Linked DNA regions of Mus musculus: region 1 is linked to region 2. Evidence: chromatin contacts called from public Hi-C data. All regions are on one chromosome and are shown on one strand. Each heading gives the region's core, a stretch centred on a gene start, on an enhancer-like site or on the middle of the called end of the contact. The rest is flanking DNA. Distances are from core to core; before and after follow the strand shown. Region 1 overlaps Gm37336 (a long non-coding RNA gene). Region 2 overlaps Cdc42bpa (CDC42 binding protein kinase alpha).

Region 1 (6,360 bases), core at 2,292-4,791, 200 kb after region 2:
TTCAAAGAATGGAGACCTTTGCCTGTCTCCACTCAGAATGCTAGCAAGGGCTGCAGGGGGCTGGCGAGATGGCTCAGCGGTTAAGAGCATCGACTCTTCTTCCAGAGGTCCTGAGTTCAATTCCCAGCAACCACATGGTGACTCACAACCGTCTGTAATGGGATTCGATGCTCTCTTCTAGTGTGTGTCTAAAGACAGCTACAGTGCACTCATATACATAAAATAAACAAAATAAGTGTTTAAGAAAAAAGGAACGGCTGCAGTTTACAACCTGATGATCTTTTGTTACCTTAGGGCCAGGCTTCACCCGAATCCCCCAACGGATGGATGAAGAAAACATGCATACAATGTAATGCCCTAAAGAGTAGCCTTAATAATAAGGGGATCTTTTAATCTGCTGTAACATAGCTGAACCTGGAAGGCATGGCGTTAAGTGAGCCAGGCACAGAAAGACAAACACCAGATGATCTTGCCTATGTGCAGAATCTAAGCAGGCTGCCTTTTGCCATGTGATCCTCACAACTTCATATTATTATTATTATTGCCTCTGGCAGTGAAGGAAATGGAGAACTTAAGCACCTCCAAAGTTTACACATGGTAGAAGCAGGACCAAACCAAACCTTGCCTTGATCTTCGAAACCCAGATTTTCTTAGTTATCAAACCTATGGTAACAAGGACTACTGATATTTATGTATCATTGGGGAAACTAACCTGACATTGAATACCTAGCAGGGAGGGAGAAATATGTCAAGGCTGGGGTTACAGTAATGGAGGAAGAGCAGGGACCAGAAAATGGGCAGTGTGGGACCTAGACCCTTACCTTGTGACTTTACTTCCTACTGGCCCACATTTGATCACATTAGGTTACTTTAAGGCTGTTTGGAGAAGTCTCTAAGGGGAGCCAAGGGGCTGCATTAAGTAGCCTCAAAGCCTTGCTTTCCATTGCTAGAGTCCCCGTAACCTGCTATGATGCCAACATGAAGCCCTGGTTATGGGTAAAATTTCACCTGTGCCCCCAACGTTCGCCCAAGCCAGGGTAAAGACATGGGTAACATGGGCGCACTCCCTCTCCCCTCCCCACTTCGCTGCACCTGTGTGTTAAAGGTGTGGCTTCCAGCCTGTGGAGACATTGGACCCTTTAGGCGGTTCCTAGAGGAGGGGCATTAGGTCCCTGGAAGTAAGTCTTGAACAGATGGGTGCCTTACCTCTCTATTTCCTGACAGCCATGAGTTGAATTGGGTTCTCCTATCCATACCCATTCCTCCCATGATGCACTGTGTTGTCACAGGCGTCAGAGCAACAAAGCCAGCAACCATGGGCCAAAGCATCTGAAACCACAATCCCAAATACACCTTTTGGCTACACAGAGTTACTCACAGAGGTGGAGAGCATGCTAAGGCAGCTTTTGATGACTGTGTTGTTAAACACTGGTTGGTTCCAGACCACTCCCACAAGAACCAATACTTCCAGGTTAAACTGAGACTGGAAAGGGGCGCTATGAGCCGCTGTGTCCCGTGGAACTAATGTGTGTTCACCAAATATCCCCAGCAAAGTGGTCAGGCTCATGCCTGGGCCTCGATAACATCCTGATGCTTTCTCCAAGGAGATGGGTGTGAAAACAGAGCTAAATCCCCCACAGAGCGAGAACCTAGACTATGACTTTGTCCAGGACTGAGCCAGATCCTGGAAGAAGCTAGAGGCAGCAGACTGTATGGACCTCCTGGGGTGAAGACCTAAGAGGCTCACAGCAGGATCTGCTGCCCTCCTGTGGCGCGCTGAAGAATAGCATGGCTTCCAGGTCACCAGAGCACAGCAGCCTTCTTAGGGGGTGGGGTGTGTGTACACACCTGCTCAGTCTTTCTGAAACATACTGGCCTCAGGGCCTCTCACACAGGTAGAAGTTCTTCAGGGCTCTAAAACCCATTTTGTGTGTTAATTCTATCCTAGTAGAAATGGCAGGTCAGAATTTTAAAAAGTTATGGACTGATTCCTTTAAACAAATAAGCACCGTATTAACATAAACAACGATTTTATCAAAATAGTTCTGGAAAAAAACTTGAATGAAAAGATTGACACGTAGTTACACTTGTGCAACTTTTCAAAGATTCATTTTTTTGTTACTTTGTTATGTGTGTACCGTGTATGCAAGTGCCCAAGAAGTCCAGAAGACAGTGGCAGCTCTCCGGAAGGAAGCCAGGGATACAGGTGGTTGTGAGCTGCCATGTAGGTGCTGGAACCAAACCCAGGTCCTCTGGGAGAGAAGCATGCACTCTTGTTTCCCCTGCACACATGTCTGTGCACTGTGTACATGCCCTGTGTCCAAAGAGGCCAAAGGAGAGAGCTAGACGGCTTGGATCTGGAGTGATTGATGGTTGCGACCCATGGTTTATGCGCTCAGAATCAAACCTGAGCCCTCAGGAAGAGCAGAGCCCCTAACCAGTGAGTGAGTCATCTCTCCAACCCCTTTTGCAGTTTTTCTACGGTTCTTCTTAATATTACATCATGTGTGTATGCACATGTGCGTGTGCATATATATACATGCCATGGCACATGTGTAAAGGTCAGAGGGCAACATATATGAGCCAGTTTTCTGTTTCCATTGTCAGGAATTCAGGGATCAAACTCAGGTCACCAGGCTTGGCAGCAAGCACCTTTACATTTACACACGGCGCCATCTCGCTGGTCCGATATAATTATCTTTTTTATAGACCAGAATAGAGTTACAGAAGCCAGCTCTATTCTCTTCATAATTCAATCCTTCATGCTGCCCTGCAGCGCATGGCTTCTGGGAAACCTGTGCACACCGGTGTGAGAAGAAGAATGAGAACCCAACGTTAGATAACGTTATTAAGGCATCATCTTGCCTTCCAGGCTCCGAGGACCACAGTTTGAAAGCCACTGCTGTCAAGTTTAAACTTGGCGTTGAGCGGACTCTGGTTTTCTCTGTCAGGGCATCAATTCCTCAGCCAATAATAAACCTGAAGAGGAGGGACCCTGGCCAGGGAGGCTGCCCAGACCTCTGAGGAGCAGAGCTCACCTAGATGGGGGGGGGAGGGGGGAAGAAGCATCATGCCCCTGCCTCCCTGTCTCCCAGCTCACCCTGTCACACAGAGCCTGCCTCCCTGTCTCCCAGCTCACCCTGTCACACAGAGCCTGCCTCCCTGCCTCCCTGTCTCCCAGCTCACCCTGTCACACAGAGGCTGGGCAGTACCCAGGTGGCCTGACTCCAAGGGGAAGCTTCCAGCACGAAGAGGAGAGCCTCCTGATTGATTAACGGACTTTAGATGTAGGACAGAAAGAACTGGGGAGCTGGGTAAGAGCCAGCATGGTGGCATAGGCATATAACCTCAGCATTTTGGAGGTGGAGGCAGAACGATCTGGAGATTAAAGTCATTCTAGGGTATAAATTTGAGGTCAGCCAGGGTGGTAGGACACCCTGCCCCAGCTCTCCCCCTATCCAACTCCCCCTCACCCAACCCTCTGTCAAAAGAGAAGAACTAGGTAAGATACATGTTGACACAGTATTGTCCCCAGCAGGGACAGGAGTTTGAACTCTCCAGGCTGGTGCTGGGGGGAGGAAGGCAAAGTGAGGTGCAGGTTCCAGATCTCTAGGACTTTGAATCCATAGCTCTCTCTCCCTAAGCTTCTAATAGGCCAGGAGAGTCTCAGGCAATAGATGGGACCTGCCTGTCCTGCCTGGGACCGTGGGGATTACAGGCTACAGAGATCCTTGTCTGACACGTACTTTGGTTGAGTCAGTTTGACAAAGCAAAAGCTGGGAAGCTGACACATGAAGCAAAGAGTTTCAAAGAAACTCCCTTCCCGGGGGCCTGGCATTTTCTTCCTAATCTATATAAACCATAAAATTAATTTTCCAAATCCGCATTAGTCTAATGTATGGATCCACATGAACTCTATATAGTATTACCTTATTGTAATGCCTTTTAAGATTGAATTCTAACATAGCTAAAGCCTTTTCCAGTGTTCTAAAATTCCAGATAGCAGCAAGGAGCTTAACCCATTCAGTAACTAATTAAGCACTACAATAAAACAATAAAGCACTAGCCATTAACTCAGCTGTCTGCAGAAAGAGACTAAAAGTCTCACTGAGATAGAAATATTTACTACAAACTACATTCCACACCAGAGCAAGTTGATATACTATCCTGATAATGGAAATTTTCCAAACTAGATAAGAATTAACAAGGCCTAGAGAATTTCAGGGTCAGTGACATTACATTACTCTTAAGGCCTGTCAAGAGTTAACAACCCCCTGATGCTATTAACCCTAAAGTGTGAAATTCTTGCCTGGCATTAGGCTGATCCTAGGCAGGGCTTGTTATCCCTAATGTAAACATTTAATTAGTCCTTGCAAATTCCTTTCTGCTGTAACTGGTGAATTTTAGTGTATCTTGTCTTTTTGTGATTTGTATCTTCTGATAATTCATTGTAATATAAGTCTGAAGCTCGACCAGAATATTACATTCAGATCCAACACCACTCTTGTGTGTTCGTCTGTTTGTCACCCCATCCCACTCTTTGCCCATCTGCTTAAGAGATCCCATTCCACGCAGACACAGGGACCCAGAGGGTCTGCGGCACTTGTCAGCCCTCCAGCAGGGGCTCAAGAACAGAAATGGCCACAGGAGAAGGACCCCAGAGTCCCATGAGACTCCTGTAACCCTTCCTGCATCCATAGAGAGGTCCTACAGTCAGATAAAAGGGATGTGGTATGGATCCTGAGACCAGAGATGATCCTAAGTCACCACTAAAGTAGACAGACAGTGGACAATTTAGGAAAGATCTCAAGAAACCAGTACAGTTGGCAGCAGCAGTGAAAAGATAAAATACTTCAGAATAAACCTACCCCAAGTCAGAATAAACCTACCCCAAGAGGGGAATCGCTTGCTGAAAACCACAGAAGATTGCCAGGAGAAATTAAAGAAGGCATGAATAAATGAAAAGGCTTTCTGTGGTCATGGATGGAATGACTTAATCGTGTTTTTAAAAAACCACACCAGCCAAACTGGCCTACACAGAAGTCCAGTTCACTCCCTGTCCTGCTAGGGTCTCTATTGCTGTGATGCAACGCCATGACCAAAGCAACTTGTGAGGAAAGGGTTTCTTCAGCCCACAGGTCCACAGCACTGTTCATCATCCAGAGGAAGCCAGGGCAGGAACTCAAGCAGGGCAGGAACCTGGAGGTGGAGCTGACGCCGAGGCCATGAAGGGGTGATGCTTACAGGCTTGCTCAACCTGCTTTCCTAAGGCACCCAGGACCACCAGCCTGGGCAGCCCCGCCCACAATGCCTGGACCCGCCCCCATCAATCACTAAGACTTACAGCTGGATCTTGTGGCGGCATTTTCTCCATCAAGCATTTCTCCTTCCAGATGACTCTAGCTTGCGACAAACTGACAGGACAAACCAGCACAATAACGGAATCATCTCCATAAGAGGTCTCTATTCACTCAACGAAGAAAGGCAGCTTCTTCAACAAACGGTGCGAGAAGAAAACCTGATTTCTTGTTTGCTAAAGAATGCAGTGGAACCTCAACTTTACTCCACATAGAAAATTATACCTTAATGGATTAAAGATCAAAAAAACAGCATCCCAAACCATAAAACCCCCAGACAAAAACAACTGAAAAGCTTCATGACATTAGATTAGGCCACAATTTCCCGGAGCTAAAATCCCAGGAAAGAAAAGAAAAGTAGACAGACACAAACTCAACAAACGTAGGGACTTCTGTCGGAGGAGACAGGCAAACTGTCAGTCCATAGAAAGGGAGAAAATATTTGTAACCTACGTGTCTAAAGGGATTACTATCTCACACACATAAAGGAGATCTCTAGCTCATTAACAAACTAGCTGGGTCTAAAAGGACTCCACGGGGCTGGAGAGATGGCTCATCAGTTGAGAGCACTCACTGCTCTTCTAGAGGTCCTGAGTTCAAATCCCAGCAACCACAGAGTGTCTCACAACCATCCGTAAAAGAATCTGATGCCCTCTTCTGATGTGTCTGAAGACAGCTACGGTGTGCTCATATAAAATTAATTTTAATTTTTTTTTAAAAAAAGGAGCCAAGGGAAAAGGGCAAAAATGGTGTAATAGGACTCTCTAGCGACATGCCTCTACATTGAAACATCAACTTGAAGAACTACACACACACACACACACACACACACACACACACAAAGAGCTTTCCTGTGCTAAGAAAACCAGCTGTCAAAAGTCCCATGACTCTGCATTCACTTTGCATTTTGCTCTAATGCTACTGTGTTTGCAGGGGTGTGATCAGCAAAAGACACCCTGCTTGGCCTTGTGATATGTGGATATGGGGGCGGGGAGGGGAGGGA
Region 2 (6,357 bases), core at 1,888-4,387:
GATAAACAAACCAAGAATTAGAAATGTTTCTTTTTTGAATGGGAAACCTTTTTATGAAATAATTATTTAGTACTCCATATTAAAATGATTGGTAGAATAAAGCAGTGTTCTTTAAAAAGAGTAAAAGCTGGTGTTTACCAGAAGATTAGAAATTAGTGCAATCAGTCAGCTTTGTTTCTGGTACCATCCACCGTTATTTTAAGTTACCCTATTGGAATATGTAGTCTACAGTTAACACATATCCAGCTAGTGTTAGAGTTACTCTTTTACATGGTCAGGCCTGGTAATCACCAATAAAACTTCTATTTTAAAAATTTGTATTTATGCTACAGAAAAGAACACACACAAAGAGGGTATGCCCTTGGAGGCCCTAGAGATTTACCTCAGAAAGAACTTCATTTGATAGGGTGCCTGCTATCTCTTTTAACTCATTCCAAATCTAGAAAGCAACTACTTACTAAGAGGGACTGTGGACCTATCTTCCTTGTTGGGAATTCCATTTCATACTTAGGAAATGTGAGGTCACATCATTCTCTCTCAGTCTTGCTCTGCAGCGAGAGCTAGAAGGGGAGTATTTGGAGCAACAGGCACTGCTTAGAACACTAGTATGTATGAAAGTCCTTATTAGGGAATTTAAAAGGCTGCTTTATAAAGTCTGGATCTGTCCTAGCAGGAGGCTGAAGGATAGCCAGGGTTTAAAGTTATTTTCTGTAAAAAAAGAACTCTGTTCCTTACAAGATCAACTTGTGTGTCTCAGGTTTGGTCCAGTCGAGAGCTCTACTCTAGAAACTCCATTAGTCATTATGTAAGTTCTTGAATATTATCTGAACTGACAGAAACTGAGCTGAGAACAAAGCCATGAGTTCTGGTATTCACCTCTAATTTCAGCCCATAGGAAGCTGAGGCAAGAGAGTTTGATGACAGCTGACTCTACATTCCGAGACTGTCTGTTGGTGGGGATGGTAAGTGGGGGTCAGGAATTCCCATTTCCATCACCATGCTAATCTGGCATGTCATATTTAAGCATATAAAAATGCTTGGGAATCTGGTTTGGGGGCTATGGTAGGCCCAGACTTTTCCCAGGACTGGTGCATTCTAACTAGGATGTCCAGTTTTACTGTAGAGTGGTTGCTTCCTCAGAGACACCTTTATTACCCAGCCTGTTTCCTAAGAGCAGTTAGCCAGCCAGTCTCCAGGAGGTTGCCAACAGTATGTATGGCCTCTTGACAGTTTGTTAATGTCAGATACTTCAGATTTGGGCTACAAGAAGTCAATATATACAAAAGAGACTTTATCTGCCAGTCCATTCTTATAGATAAGAATTTTGATTTCTGCGTTGAAGTTGTAATGAAATATCACTTTATTTAGAAAGGGCTATTACCCAAATGGCAGTTTTCAAACACTCAATGGATATAGGGAAAGGAGCTGTCTCTCACACATTTGGTATAAATTTTACTAGTGTAGCCATTACTGAAAACAATGTGGAGTTTCCTCAAAAAACCAAACATAAAACTAGAAATGGAATTGTCATATTGTCCACTAGTCCCAGTAGACATTTATCTAAAGGAAATGGCATCAGCACACTACAGTGTTTATTAAGGTATGTTCACAGTAGTCAAGATCTGGAATCAGCTGATGGGTGAATGGTTAAAGAAAATGTGATACACACATATACAAGTGGGAGATCATTCAGACACAAGAATAGTGAAATGCTGTCATTTGTGGCAACATGGATGCAACTGGAGGACACTGTGCTTAGTAAAATACTCCAGCACAGACTAACTGTTTTCAGTCACTTGTGGAAGCTAAAATGGTTTGCATTCATAGAATGGGAAAGAAGAAGGGAAACGAGGAGAGGGAAAGGGAAGATATAGCAGTCATTAAAATGGGAGGATGACAGGAGGGTAGAGAAAGGTTAGCTTAGATAATGAGAACCAAATATGGTTGGGTAGGGGCAAGTCTGTACTGCATTAGGGTGACTGTAGTTCACCCCAATTTACCATGTGTTTCAAAAGCACCGACACAGAAGTGTTGAGTGTCACAGGTCTTAGAAACACCAGTAGCATCAGTGCTATCATTTACTGGTGCTTAGGTATGCTGTTGTTTGTTTGTTTGTTGTTGTTGCTTATGGGTTCATAATCTGTGACTATTATAAATCTGCTTAGTAGACTTTGGGGGGGGAGAGAGAGAGAGAGAGAGAGAGGAGGGGAGGGGAGGGGCAGGGCGGGGCAGGGCGGAGAGGAAAATGAATGAATGAATATTAACATCTGAAGTTAAAGGTGTGTGTGTGTGTGTGTGTGTGTGTGTGTGTGTGTGTGTGTACATGCACCAGCTTCTAGAGGAAGGATAATTTGTGATGGAATCTATGCATCTGGAATTAGGATATTTGTGATTTTTTTGGTAGCTATCTGGTCATGCCTTTGTTGGGTGGATGTTCACATCTAATCCTGTTCTGTTCATTCTGGATTTGTAGAATTATTTGAAATATTGTTTTTCATCAGCTGATATTAGTCTTTTTGTTTTTTTTTTATGGTTTATCCCTTCAAATATATATTTGTCATTTCATGAGATTGAGGAGTTCAACTTTATGAGGATCTCCTATTAAAAGCCATTAAACTTAATGTGGGATCAAACTGAAGAGGTTGAGCTACTTTCTCTAAAAGGCTAAACTTGGTTTCCAGCTTTTGATCTCAAAAGTATATGTATCCAGTAGTGGGATTGACAGTTCAGCCAACCTTACACAGCCACTTGCCAGTGCAACATAGTGGTGTTTACATAGGAGCCTTCAGAACAACTGTCAGAGGGCACTTGTCAGCCTTAATCCATGTGAGGCAATAATTGACAGAAAGGAAAGCGATTTCTCATCTCTATTTTCAACCCTTGCCTTTTGAGTGTAAGAGCTTGGGTGCTTTCTTTAGAGGCAGAGCTTTCTCACCCACGTGTAACTTGAGTGTTGGGTAGAGGAAGGCTGACGCCTATTTTTAAACAAGAGAGAGAAGAGGAGTAGAGTGACTTTGGGTCTTACCCCTTGAAGATTCTTCTGATTGCTTGGAATGATGAGCATGTTACATTTAAGGTGTCTGGAGTCAGAGGTCCAGTCGCATGGCCTCTGTGTGAGTCATCACTTGCTGGTCCTTTGAAATCATCATGTTTGGAAATCAGTGAGAGAATTGATGACAGGAAGGAACCAGTGGGAGAACCGAGTACAGGAACTGAAGCAGGCCAGGAATGAGTTTATAAAACAGAGCAAAAGTGCGCGGCCTCTCCACTGGGATGAAGGGAAGACTGGACAGCTTTTTGCTAGCGTTTATGCCCAGCACTGTTGTTTCCTTTGTATGTGCTGGTTTTGGCCAGGAGCTGTACGCAGTGTGAGGGAGGGAGAGAACAGAGTACCCTCTGTCTGTGGTGCTCAGCGTGCTGCTTTTTCTCCCTGGGTTATGATCATACTGTCATTTGGCTAATGAAAGCAATACTTACTGGTTTTTGATTTGGGTCATAGTCTAATTAATTAGCAAGAGAAACCGGCACTTTATGGCACTGGTCTCCACTTTGTAATTTGGAGCACTTTCCCAGTTAACTTAAATTTATCTATTAGAGTTTTTTATTATTATTAATCATTTCATTCACTTACATTTCAAATAATAATTCCCCTTCTTGGTTACTCCTCACCAACCCCTGCATCCCACTCCCTCTCCTCCCCTCCCCTTTGCCTCTATGAGGGTTCTCCTCCACCCATTCACCCACTCCTGCATCACCTCTCTAGCATCTCCCCACGCTGGGGCATCAAACCTGCCTTCCCTCCCATTGATATCAGATAAGGCCATCCTCTGCTACATAGGTATCTGGAGTCCTGGCTCCTCCATGTATACTCTTTAGTTGGTTTAGTCCCTGGGAGCTCTGGGTGGTCCAGCTAATTGAAATTGTTCTTCTTATGGGGTTGTAACCCCCTTCAGCTTCTTCAGTCCTTCCTCTATCTCTTCCATTGGGGTTCCCAGGCTCAGTCCGATGGTTGCCTGTGAGTATCTGCATCTGTATTGGTTCTTGCTGGTAGATCCTCTCAAGGAACAGCTATATCAGGCTCCTGTCAGCAAATGTTTCTTGGCATCAGCAATAGTGTGGGGGTTTGGTGTCTGCAGACAGGATGGATCCCTAGGTGGGGTGGTCTCTGGATAGCCTAGCCTTCCGTCTCTGTTCCTTTTTTTTTGTCCCTGTCTTTCCTTTGGACAGGAATATTTCTGGGTTAAAATTTTTGAGATGCATGGATGGCCCCATCCCTCTACTGGGGGTGTATGTGCCTATCTTCTGGAGGTGGTCTCTATGGGTTGTATCTCCCCTTTGTTGGGTATTTGACGAAAGTCACCATTGGCTCCTGGAATCTCTTGCTTCCCTGGAGTCTGAGGCTTTCTAGAACTTTCTTACAAAAAAAATTTTTTTTTTCTCTTTGTAAACCTGACTTTTTGTGTCTCTGTGTATAAAGTCCATTATATGGAATTTTAAAATTTACTTTCAAACATGAGAAGAAAATAAATAATGGGCAGTTAGAAGAAGCAGGGAAATGCTAAAATATGCTTTGTGGAGAAATGGCATTTGTGAGAAGGGTGCCATGTCAGGTCCTTGGGGGAAGTTGGAATAGCAGTAACATTTTTTTGTTTTGTTTTGTTTTTTTGTTTTTGGATTTGGAAGGAGGGTCTTGGAAAAGGTTTTCAGTAGACACTTAGAACCAGAAAAATGGGAGACTGAAAGCTGGAAAGGAATTTTAATGGGACAAGAACAACAAAGGAGAAGATGGGGAGGGGCTGGGATCAAGATTTCAAAGGTATTGTCATCCTTGAGGAGTGATAGGGACACTTTTCTGGGGTTCGAAAGGAGAAGGAGAAAGGTTCTTGGAAACATGGGGACATTTAAATGCAGTGTAAAGGACTCTGATCTAGATACTGTGTTTGGTAATTGTGGGCATCAGAATAAGTAGGGCAGTGGTAGCACGTGGCAGTTCAGAACATTGGGGACAAAGGCTGGCTGGACTGGTACTTACAGGTTCATCTGAGGCTGAGCTACTGAAAAGGGAAGCAATAATAAGATATAGTTATTTCACAGAAGGGGTCGACAAAGATTGAAGTACTGTAAGATTATGATCCCTCACTAGGATACGTGCGTCAGATAGGTAGGGACAAACAGATGTGCTCATAGCCCTACTGCCTGGAGGATTTAGACTGCAGTGCAGTGCTGGGAGTTTGGAGCAGACAGCCCAGTGTCAGTTGAGTTAGTCACAGGCACTGACACAGAGTCCTCCCTAGGCAAATCAGAGTGTTTGATTCATGACTGACAGTGTTTGAGATTTAACATGAGAAGATATGTTTCTTTTTTGATACACACTTGCTCTATATGTGCATTGATTAAACTGTGTACAATAAAAATCACACAGCTTACTGATGATTTTCTATACTATTTTAAGACAAAGTCACCCTTATACTTAGAGATAGTATTGGCTGGATTACTTCTCACTTATTCCCAATGCAAGCTCTCCTCTGGACATGCATATTCTGTCGCTTTTACAAGCTAAGTTTAAGAATGCACAGACCTTGAACAGGTAATTATTTCCCTTGAAGTATTTTGTGTTCTACCAGGCTCAGTGGACGGGCTAACCTCTGGCATGGATATCTGATAGGAACATTTCTGTCAGTTTGATACTTTTTCCTCCTATCAATTATGCTTTTTGTAATAGATAGACAAACCATGGAAATAAGTTAGTTTTGAAAACTATTATAAGAAATATACACCATGGGGAACAATACAGAGTAAGATGCAGTTTAAATTCGGCAGCTCTGTGAGTTAAGAATCTTCTCTCTACAACACATTCATGTCAGTTACTGCTTAACTTAACGCTGGGTTTTCCTTTTTGCTTTCAGGAAAACCTTTAACTTACGCCCTGGGTGTTACCTGTCCACAGCTTCCTGGTGGCTCACCGCTTCTGCCTGCTCCAGCCTTGCTCCGGCAGCTTCCAGGCTTCTGGGCTTCAGAGCTTGTTGTGAAAGCTTGCTGCTTTGGCCTGCTACCCCTGCTTCAGGTGTCAAAAGCTTTTAATTAGCTTGCTTCCTTTCATTACCTGGTTCCTTATATGTCCAAATAGCTTAGTACTAGGCCCTGAAAGGGGAGAATACCTGTAGGCGTTTACTTTTTCCTAAGGTCTTTGGCTCAGGCTCTCCTGAGACTCCTGGGAGAGGAAACTCAATTTAGTGCATGCTTTGCCTTTGATGGTGCTGGTCTGTAGTCCAAAGGACCCGCAGGTGTGGCCATGTCATATTTTATAATCTGTGTCTGTTTAATTTGTTGATGCCCAGGATGTACTAATTTTAAATA

The links. A called contact is a pair of places that touch in the nucleus more often than the background predicts.
Region 1: a contact with region 2 is called in a Hi-C map of liver, with 1.9 times the contacts expected there. The contact joins two enhancer-like sites. A contact is called at or near these places in 3 of 39 promoter capture datasets (3T3-L1-derived adipocytes, embryonic stem cells and hematopoietic stem and progenitor cells), 8 of 484 Hi-C or Micro-C datasets (CD8 T cells, the G1E-ER4 cell line, cardiomyocytes and 5 more), 1 of 115 datasets of contacts at active chromatin or transcription factors (large pre-B cells) and 1 of 9 other capture datasets (embryonic stem cells).

Annotation. Positions count from the first base shown.
Region 1 is chr1:180,213,485-180,219,844 of GRCm38.p6, forward strand. The region is part of intron 1 of Gm37336 (a long non-coding RNA gene); the gene reads right to left. Among named protein-coding and RNA genes, the nearest start is that of Gm37336, 5.7 kb to the right of the region's middle. Within about 2 kb of position 3,542, at least 4 of the 459 cell types and tissues checked have an H3K27ac peak or open chromatin away from gene starts, as enhancers often do. A contact at or near this core is called in liver, where this site is marked.
Region 2 is chr1:180,018,739-180,025,095 of GRCm38.p6, forward strand. The region is part of intron 2 of Cdc42bpa (CDC42 binding protein kinase alpha); the gene reads left to right. Among named protein-coding and RNA genes, the nearest start is that of Cdc42bpa, 61 kb to the left of the region's middle. Within about 2 kb of position 3,138, at least 59 of the 459 cell types and tissues checked have an H3K27ac peak or open chromatin away from gene starts, as enhancers often do. A contact at or near this core is called in liver, where this site is marked.